Regions from separate parts of the Gossypium hirsutum genome. Here region 1 is linked to region 2. Evidence: chromatin contacts called from public Hi-C data. All regions are on one chromosome and are shown on one strand. Each heading gives the region's core, a stretch centred on a gene start, on an enhancer-like site or on the middle of the called end of the contact. The rest is flanking DNA. Distances are from core to core; before and after follow the strand shown. Region 1 holds the start of LOC107900012. Region 2 has its middle 37 kb from the start of LOC121210158.

Region 1 (3,597 bases), core at 88-2,587, 270 kb after region 2:
AAATGGGTGGGGTTACAGAGAGATAGCATCTTGTAAATGTAAATGTACCCCTATTTTGCTGACTAAAAATCTGCACCTTCTGAATACTGTTGAAGCCTGAAATTTTTGACAAATCTTTTGTTGCTGTCTATCTTCTAATAAAGTAGTAGCCATAAAGTGTAATTAATTTCTTTATTTAAATGGTGGGTGGTGGGACCTAAATGACAACAGAAGAACATAAGCCTCTGGGGTGGCCCCTTGCTTCAACCTTTTCAGCAATGGACCCACGGCCCCATACGGTTGCACCTCTCCTTACCAGCAACGCGTGCTTCCCCATTCTCACCCTTTTTCTTCCTATAAATAAACACAATTTTCTTCTAATGCATACTTCATTATTTATCCTAATCATGCTAATACGTTTATAATTAATTATTATAAAAAGTTTCACCAATTATGCTTCCTTTTCAAGATAAGAATGGGATTTTACTTTTGTTAAATTCTGACAAATTTCAAATTTAGTTTACTGTTAAAATTATCTATATTAAACCGATGTTGATTATAATGTTATTTTTATGAATATTAATAATTAAATTTGAATTTTTAAATTTATAAATAATATAACCTACATTAACATAAGATTTCAATTTTATTAGATTAATAAAAATATATATAATTCAAGTGTTGTGATAAATATTCCTGAAAACAAAATCCATTTAATCTTTTCATTTATATGGTCCCCTCAAGGGATCATCTTCCAGTCTGTACCATGTACAGCTATAGCACAACAGTGACAAATAATCAAATACATAAATTATTTATTAAGCAATTTCCCAATATAAAAGAATGATGAGAGAGAGAGATCTATAAAATAATTCTATATATCAAGAAACCTGCTGCATATGCAATAATAATAATAAAAGGTTATATATATATAAGTACATTTAATGTGTACCATATTTCATCCAGTTATGTGGACCGTCGGATATGTTTGATTGATTTTGGCAACAACCTTCCTCACATGGCTAATTAACGGCTATAATCATTGTTTGAATGTGGGGTTGAAAATCGAATCCAACAACTCAGATCCAAATGATCCATCATCATCTGGGTTGCACGTTATTTTTGTTAATTGTGATATCTGTATCTGATACTATATAAACAAGATCTTTTTGATCCTGTGGATATGGGTGTGATGAATAATTTATGATGGTTTTGTTAAGGGTAACCACCCTTATCGTACGGCAGGGATGTAATTGTTGGAGGGACCATGAACACCTCCCTCATCATATCAGTTTCCACTAACCCTTTTTTTTTTTTTGTTCTTAAAAAATTATAAAATGGAGGAGACAACTGTTAGAAGGGATATAGAATTCTTGGGTGCATGTGAATCACACACCATAGCAAACGCAGCTCAACTATTTTATGATGATTGTCCCCAAAAACCCTAATATAGAAATATAGATAATAGATATGTGCAAATCCTGTTACATGTTAATAAAAATAATTTATAAATGAAGTGCATTGCTCGACCTGTCTTAGGCATCTTCCACAAAACTTGAATTGCATTGGCTATTTACACTCTCATTTGTTTGGCATGCCTGAAACCCAAGAATGCACCCCAGATTCTTAAGTTCTTCTCTCTCTCTCTCTCTCTCTTTATATCAAAATATTATAGTTTATTTGGACCTTGTTTTCAGTATATACTGATGGGGAATATTGTGAGAGAGCAAGCTCATCCTCTTTCTCTCTCAAAACCTAGATTTGGCTCAACTTAAGGTTTTTCTCTTTCTCCTTGCAAAACTCAATTTCTCTCTACTTCATCTTCTTCAACTTCAACTGGTTTAGCTGCTGTGATTCTTCATAATTTGGTAGCCTCTTCAAGAATTTGTATCAGGTCAGAATATGCACTTCAATTCTCTACTACCATCCCTTTTTTCTTTTCTTTTCTGATGCATGATTTTATTGCAACAAGAAGAGGATAAAAGAGATAAGAATCATAAAATATTAGGTTGAGTTTGACTTTCGGAAGCAAGGAATTTGGATGTTCAATTGTGTGTTTGATATATATGCATTTGGTTTTTATTATTTTCATTTTAGAGTTACCCTTTAACATGGTGATTATGATGATCCTACTGTTAAACTTTGTTATCACCGGCTTTCATATTTTTCCTTCTTAAACAATCACTTTAAGAAGATCCATGAAAGTAATGATTTTTTTCCTCTTAATTAAACAAAATTCATATATCCACACATACAAAATGTATGTAATTTCATTTAAACACCAACTCTTTCATGGATGCTGGTGTAGTTTAATACATCTAAATCTATGAAATGAATATTTTAAAACATACATACATACATACTCATCTAACTGTGTTGCACTCCTATTAATTTAGTATACTCATAGTAATTAGGTACCGAATATCCATTTAGATGGAGTGGTTTATAGTGGATTATTATTATTTTGTAAATGTGGTTATATAAAGGTTAATATATGTGTGAAAGAAAAAGTAATAGACATAAGAAGAAACCAAGAAGGGCATTGAAACCACATGTGATATATAATGTACCTATAGACAAGGCTGCATAATGGAAGATATTTTGTATGGAAGATTTATCAATGGTGGCCCAAAGAACATGTGAAGAAGAAGACAAATCATACTGGAACTAAAAGTGGTTGATGTTTATCATACTTTCATTTTTAGTGCTGGACAAACATTAATTCATGCCATTCATCCCCCTTCTCTCCTCTCAATAATAAACAATCCATTACCAATCAACAACCTTATTCTCAGCTTTTTTTTTTTTGGGGGGGGGGGGGCTCACTTTAACAGGTGGGAATAGTAAAAAGGTGATTTGATTATCAGAGTTGTTATGTGATCTACTTTCTTATCAAATTTCTTGGGAAAGAAGGGATCATTTTATTCATTTCCCAAATCCAAATCCAAATCTATTCATCCTACATATTCGGTGTATTCTTCAAGCAACATTAAACTCCAATGGGGAATCTTCTTAGGCCGTACGATAAGGAGTATATGAGGATGGCTATCTTAAAACATGAAGAAACTTTCAAAGAACAGGTATATATATATACACACACATATATATTTTGTTTTTTAAAAAAAAACTGTATTTGTTGTTCTAAGCCTTAAGCAATGTTCTGTTTTTCAGGTGTACGAACTGCATCGTCTATATCGAATCCAGAAGACGTTGATGAAAAGCATGGAAAGCAGCCGGCCTAAAGGAAACTTTAGCTTGAAGAATAATTATCACCATGGAAATATAAATATGCATCACGATACAAGAACCAGACTTGACTTGGAACATCCGGCGGCTGAGGGTGATCATCGGTCAAACAATGTTGTTGCAGAACCAGACTATGGTCGTAACACAATATTAGAATCCATAGATGAGAGCGAGATTGAGCTTACTTTAGGCCCCACAAGGTACGTGCCGAGGAAGAAACATGGGACTCCTCGAACTTCGGATTCCGGTCCGAGCTTCTCTTCTTCTTCCACTGAATCCAGTCATGTGAAGAAGACAAGCACAACAAGGGATGATTTCACTGGAAATGAGCAGATGGGACTTTTCAAGGTCACTGATATGACATTTGGGTAC
Region 2 (3,865 bases), core at 722-3,221:
TGGATATAAAAATCATATATTTATCCCATAGGTTAAAATTGGCTACAAGTCCATTTAATCTTTATATGTTTGATATTTAGTTTTATACTATATTTTAATTTTTTTATCTAATTGAAAAATATAAGTACAATGATTAATACTGTTAAATTTTATTTTGATTATTATAATATGATTAGTTTTATTATATAATATCAAATGAATATTTTTTATTTTAAAATATCACACTAATAAATTAAAAAAATATATTGATATTAATAATTAAATCTAAGTGACTAAAAATACCTTGAAATAAAAATAAAATCACTAGATTTTAATAAACGAAAAAATACTTACACCAGGAGCATATTTTAATCTTATTATATAATAAAATATTAGAATAAAAGTTATATATTTAAATAAAATGTTTTATAACATAATGTAAAATAAAGTACCACTGTCTAGAATCAAACAACCCCCCCCCCCCCCTTAATTGAATTTAGCTAACCACCGCAAACTCCAAGCTTCTTGGTGCTGATGCAGACCCAATACATATACATTGATTTTAGGATACTATTCAATTAGAAAACCCACAGCTTTTATCGCGGGTCCAAGCACTTCTTCCTGTTTTTTTTTTCTTTTAAGGAAAACTAATGATAATTAAATTATTAGTGATTTTTTATTTTAATTATTTAATTTTTTAAATTTATAAAGTGATTATTGAATTATTTAAAAGTTTTTATTGATATCATCATAATGTTAAAATAGTTATTGTATGACATTTTTTTTACATCGCTTACACCAATCAAAATAGTTTTGAATGTCATAAATGTACAAATCAAAGTCCAAACAATTTATTTTTTAATTTTCGGTACTGACCTCCAAATTGAATTGGATCTAAGGTATATTCATTTACTCATCAATGAACATTGATACACCGTACTAATCTTCGAATTATCGCTTAGAACTTGCTAGCTGAATTTTAAAAAGAAATAACAACATAGTGACTTAAATAAAAATGTTTAAATAGTTTAGTAACTTAAATAAAAATTATCATTAATTATATATATTTATAATTTTAAAAAATTTGTTAAACTAATAAAATGAGTTAGCACCATATCAAATCATTAAATAAAAATAAACTATATGTATGTTTTTACTTACTTCTTGCTACAAAGGTAAGTTGAAATTTGAGCATGGAAAAATTACATTAAAAGGGTTTGAACCGTATCACTTGGATGTTAACAATCATCGTTCTTTTATTTTGTTGATAATTGCATGGTAATTTTAAATAGGAAGAGTACATTAATTGAATAATTTTTCCAAAAGATATCATTTATATAATTTACGATACATAGTTGTCGTGTGAATTTGATGTAATTTTATTTTAATTATTATATTTAAATTATTTTATTTAAATATATAAACTTTAAAAAGACAATATATATATATAAATTCAACATGCAATTTAAAAAGAAAGAAAGAAAATCAATGGCAATGGCCTTTTAATGTGTTGAATAAAAAAACTCCCATAAACAAAGAAAGAAAGAAAGAAAAATGCAGCACATAATTGTTAAAGATAGAAAAGAGGTTTGGAATTGGAAGTTGGCAGCCAAGTTGGGGCAGCTCAGCTCTGTGTCGTACCTGAAAGTGGATGGAGGTGACGTTGCTATTTTATAATTTCTGAAATTGACTCATATTAATTTCAATATTTGGTTTTTCTACTTCATGCTTGTAAGATTTTCAATTTACGCAAAATATTTGTATCCATTGATGTTGGTTTATTCCTATAAATAAGTGTCATATTTTTTGTTGGTTGGAAAGGGCAACTCTGATTCACAGGGTAAACTTAAAACTTTGGTTTTCATGTAAATGATGAAAAGAATAGGGAGGGGTGATAGGATAGGTGATAAGGGAAGGGTAGCGCTCTGCGTTTATGGATCATTGGACCATCGTCTTCTTCTGATAAGAGGTGGCAAATAGGAGGGGCCAATAATGTTGATCACACCTGGACTTCACGTGACACCTTTGCCCCACCAACTATTATAGAGAATCACATCACATTTATATATATTTAAAGATATGCATAAATTTAAAAAAATTCACACCTACACGAAATTCCGACGTCACTTATCAAAGTTTCACAACTTCAACTTTAATACATTTTTGAAAGATACAATATAATGGAAAACTTCAATTATATTTAAAAATATATAAAAAAATACTTGTGAAATTTGTTCTTTTTTATTAAGAGTATACTTTATAATTATTTTAATTTTCATACCTTATTGCCTAAATACTAAATTCTTTAGAAAGAAATTAAAATAGGTTGGATTTGGGGCGAGGTTGGTGGGGAATAGCTTGCTTTAGATAGTTGACTCAAGAAAGTTTGGCCCCAAAAACCTTGGGGGATGCATCAGGCCTTTCTAATGGTCATATCATCTGTTCGGTTTAGTCTGAACCAGCTGGATTTATTAGGATATGATATTTTATTAATAAATAAATATGACCTGTTTTTAATATTTAAAATATATACTTTTATTAGTTTATAATAGACCGGTCAGGAACATCGGTTTCTGCTGACGTTGAAGAATGTTTTCCTGCACGTGAATCGTGTCAGCTCCCAATCACTTTTCCTCCTTCACCCCACATTTATCGGTTTATCGAATAAAGAAAATCGTGTGAATATAAATGTTTTCGGGTCTAATTTGTTTCATTTATTATTTATTGGTGTAATCTTTTTAATAATATCATAACCAATAATTAAAAAACACTTTTAAAAGAAGAAAAATATTTTATATATTGTCGCTAAAATTTTAAAAAAATTATAAACAAGGTTTAAGGTGATATCAAATATATGTAAGGAATAATAAAAAATAATAAAATAAAACATGTGATAAATTTATAACACAATTTATAAAAAAAATTTAAAAAAATTTCACAAATATTTACCCTTAAAAAATTACACTTCAACTAAATTTGGATCAAATTTTCACTTTATATATCACAAGCCCATCTACTTTAAGCCCATAACAGAAAAAAAGATAAAACAAAAAACCCTAAAAATTTATCATTATCCCTCACTTTCAACCTATTTTCGCTTCGCAATATTCCTCTATTTGTCTTGTACTCTCTTTTTTCACTTAAACTATGAGAAATTCACCGTTCATCTCAAACTTCTACCAGTCTTTTTCGTTTGAATTTCAGTGTTGTACATTTTATTTGAGAGAGGGTAAAAAGAGGAGCTATTCACTATCCTACTTAGTAATAAATTAATAATTAATAATAATTAATTATTTTTATGACTTATTTTTAATATAGAAAAGAAAAAATTTTCGTTTATTTTATAGAAATCTCATTTTTTACAAGAGTTATTGTTTATATTTTTAATTTGAAATTTAAATTTATTCTAATATTTTTTATTTTATATCTAACTACTATAATACACAAATACTAAATAATTTTTTTATGTTATTATATTAGTAACCAAATGAGCTATAAGTGTCTTAAAAAAAAGTTTCAAAGGATTTGAGAAAAAGGATTTTATTTTGGGTTTTGGTCAAGGATTTTTGGTCCAAAACATAAAAAATTGGTTTCATCAGTTTTTTAATTGGTTCTTCTAGTTGATAGTTAGCGGTTTAACTGTGGTTTACATCGGTTCCTAAACTAATTGATTCCTTCCCTAACTCCTGAACGATTCTCGATTTGATCGGTTCTATCTATTTTCAATAATCATGGTTTTCATCCTTTAGATGTATAAGTGAAATCTTTTAATTTAATTTTTGATATTACTAATTTTTAATTTGAGAATCCTTTTTGTATCTTTAAAGATGTTAGAGTTGTGTGACCCAATTTCTTGTTAAAGAATCTGTATAGAACTACGCTTCCT

What was found. A called contact is a pair of places that touch in the nucleus more often than the background predicts.
Region 1: a Hi-C map of leaf shows a contact between it and region 2, with 2.2 times the contacts expected there. The contact joins the promoter of LOC107900012 here to the enhancer-like site in region 2. A contact is called at or near these places in 6 of 34 Hi-C or Micro-C datasets (callus and leaf).

What each region holds. Positions count from the first base shown.
Region 1 is chrA11:64,305,746-64,309,342 of Gossypium_hirsutum_v2.1, forward strand. LOC107900012 reads left to right here and starts at 1,338. Exons shown (of 2, transcript XM_016825748.2): 1 at 1,338-3,059; 2 at 3,151-3,597. The coding sequence starts at 2,979.
Region 2 is chrA11:64,039,795-64,043,659 of Gossypium_hirsutum_v2.1, forward strand. No RefSeq gene overlaps it. Among protein-coding and RNA genes, the nearest start is that of LOC121210158, 37 kb to the right of the region's middle. Within about 2 kb of position 1,972, at least 3 of the 9 cell types and tissues checked have an H3K27ac peak or open chromatin away from gene starts, as enhancers often do. A contact at or near this core is called in leaf, where this site is marked.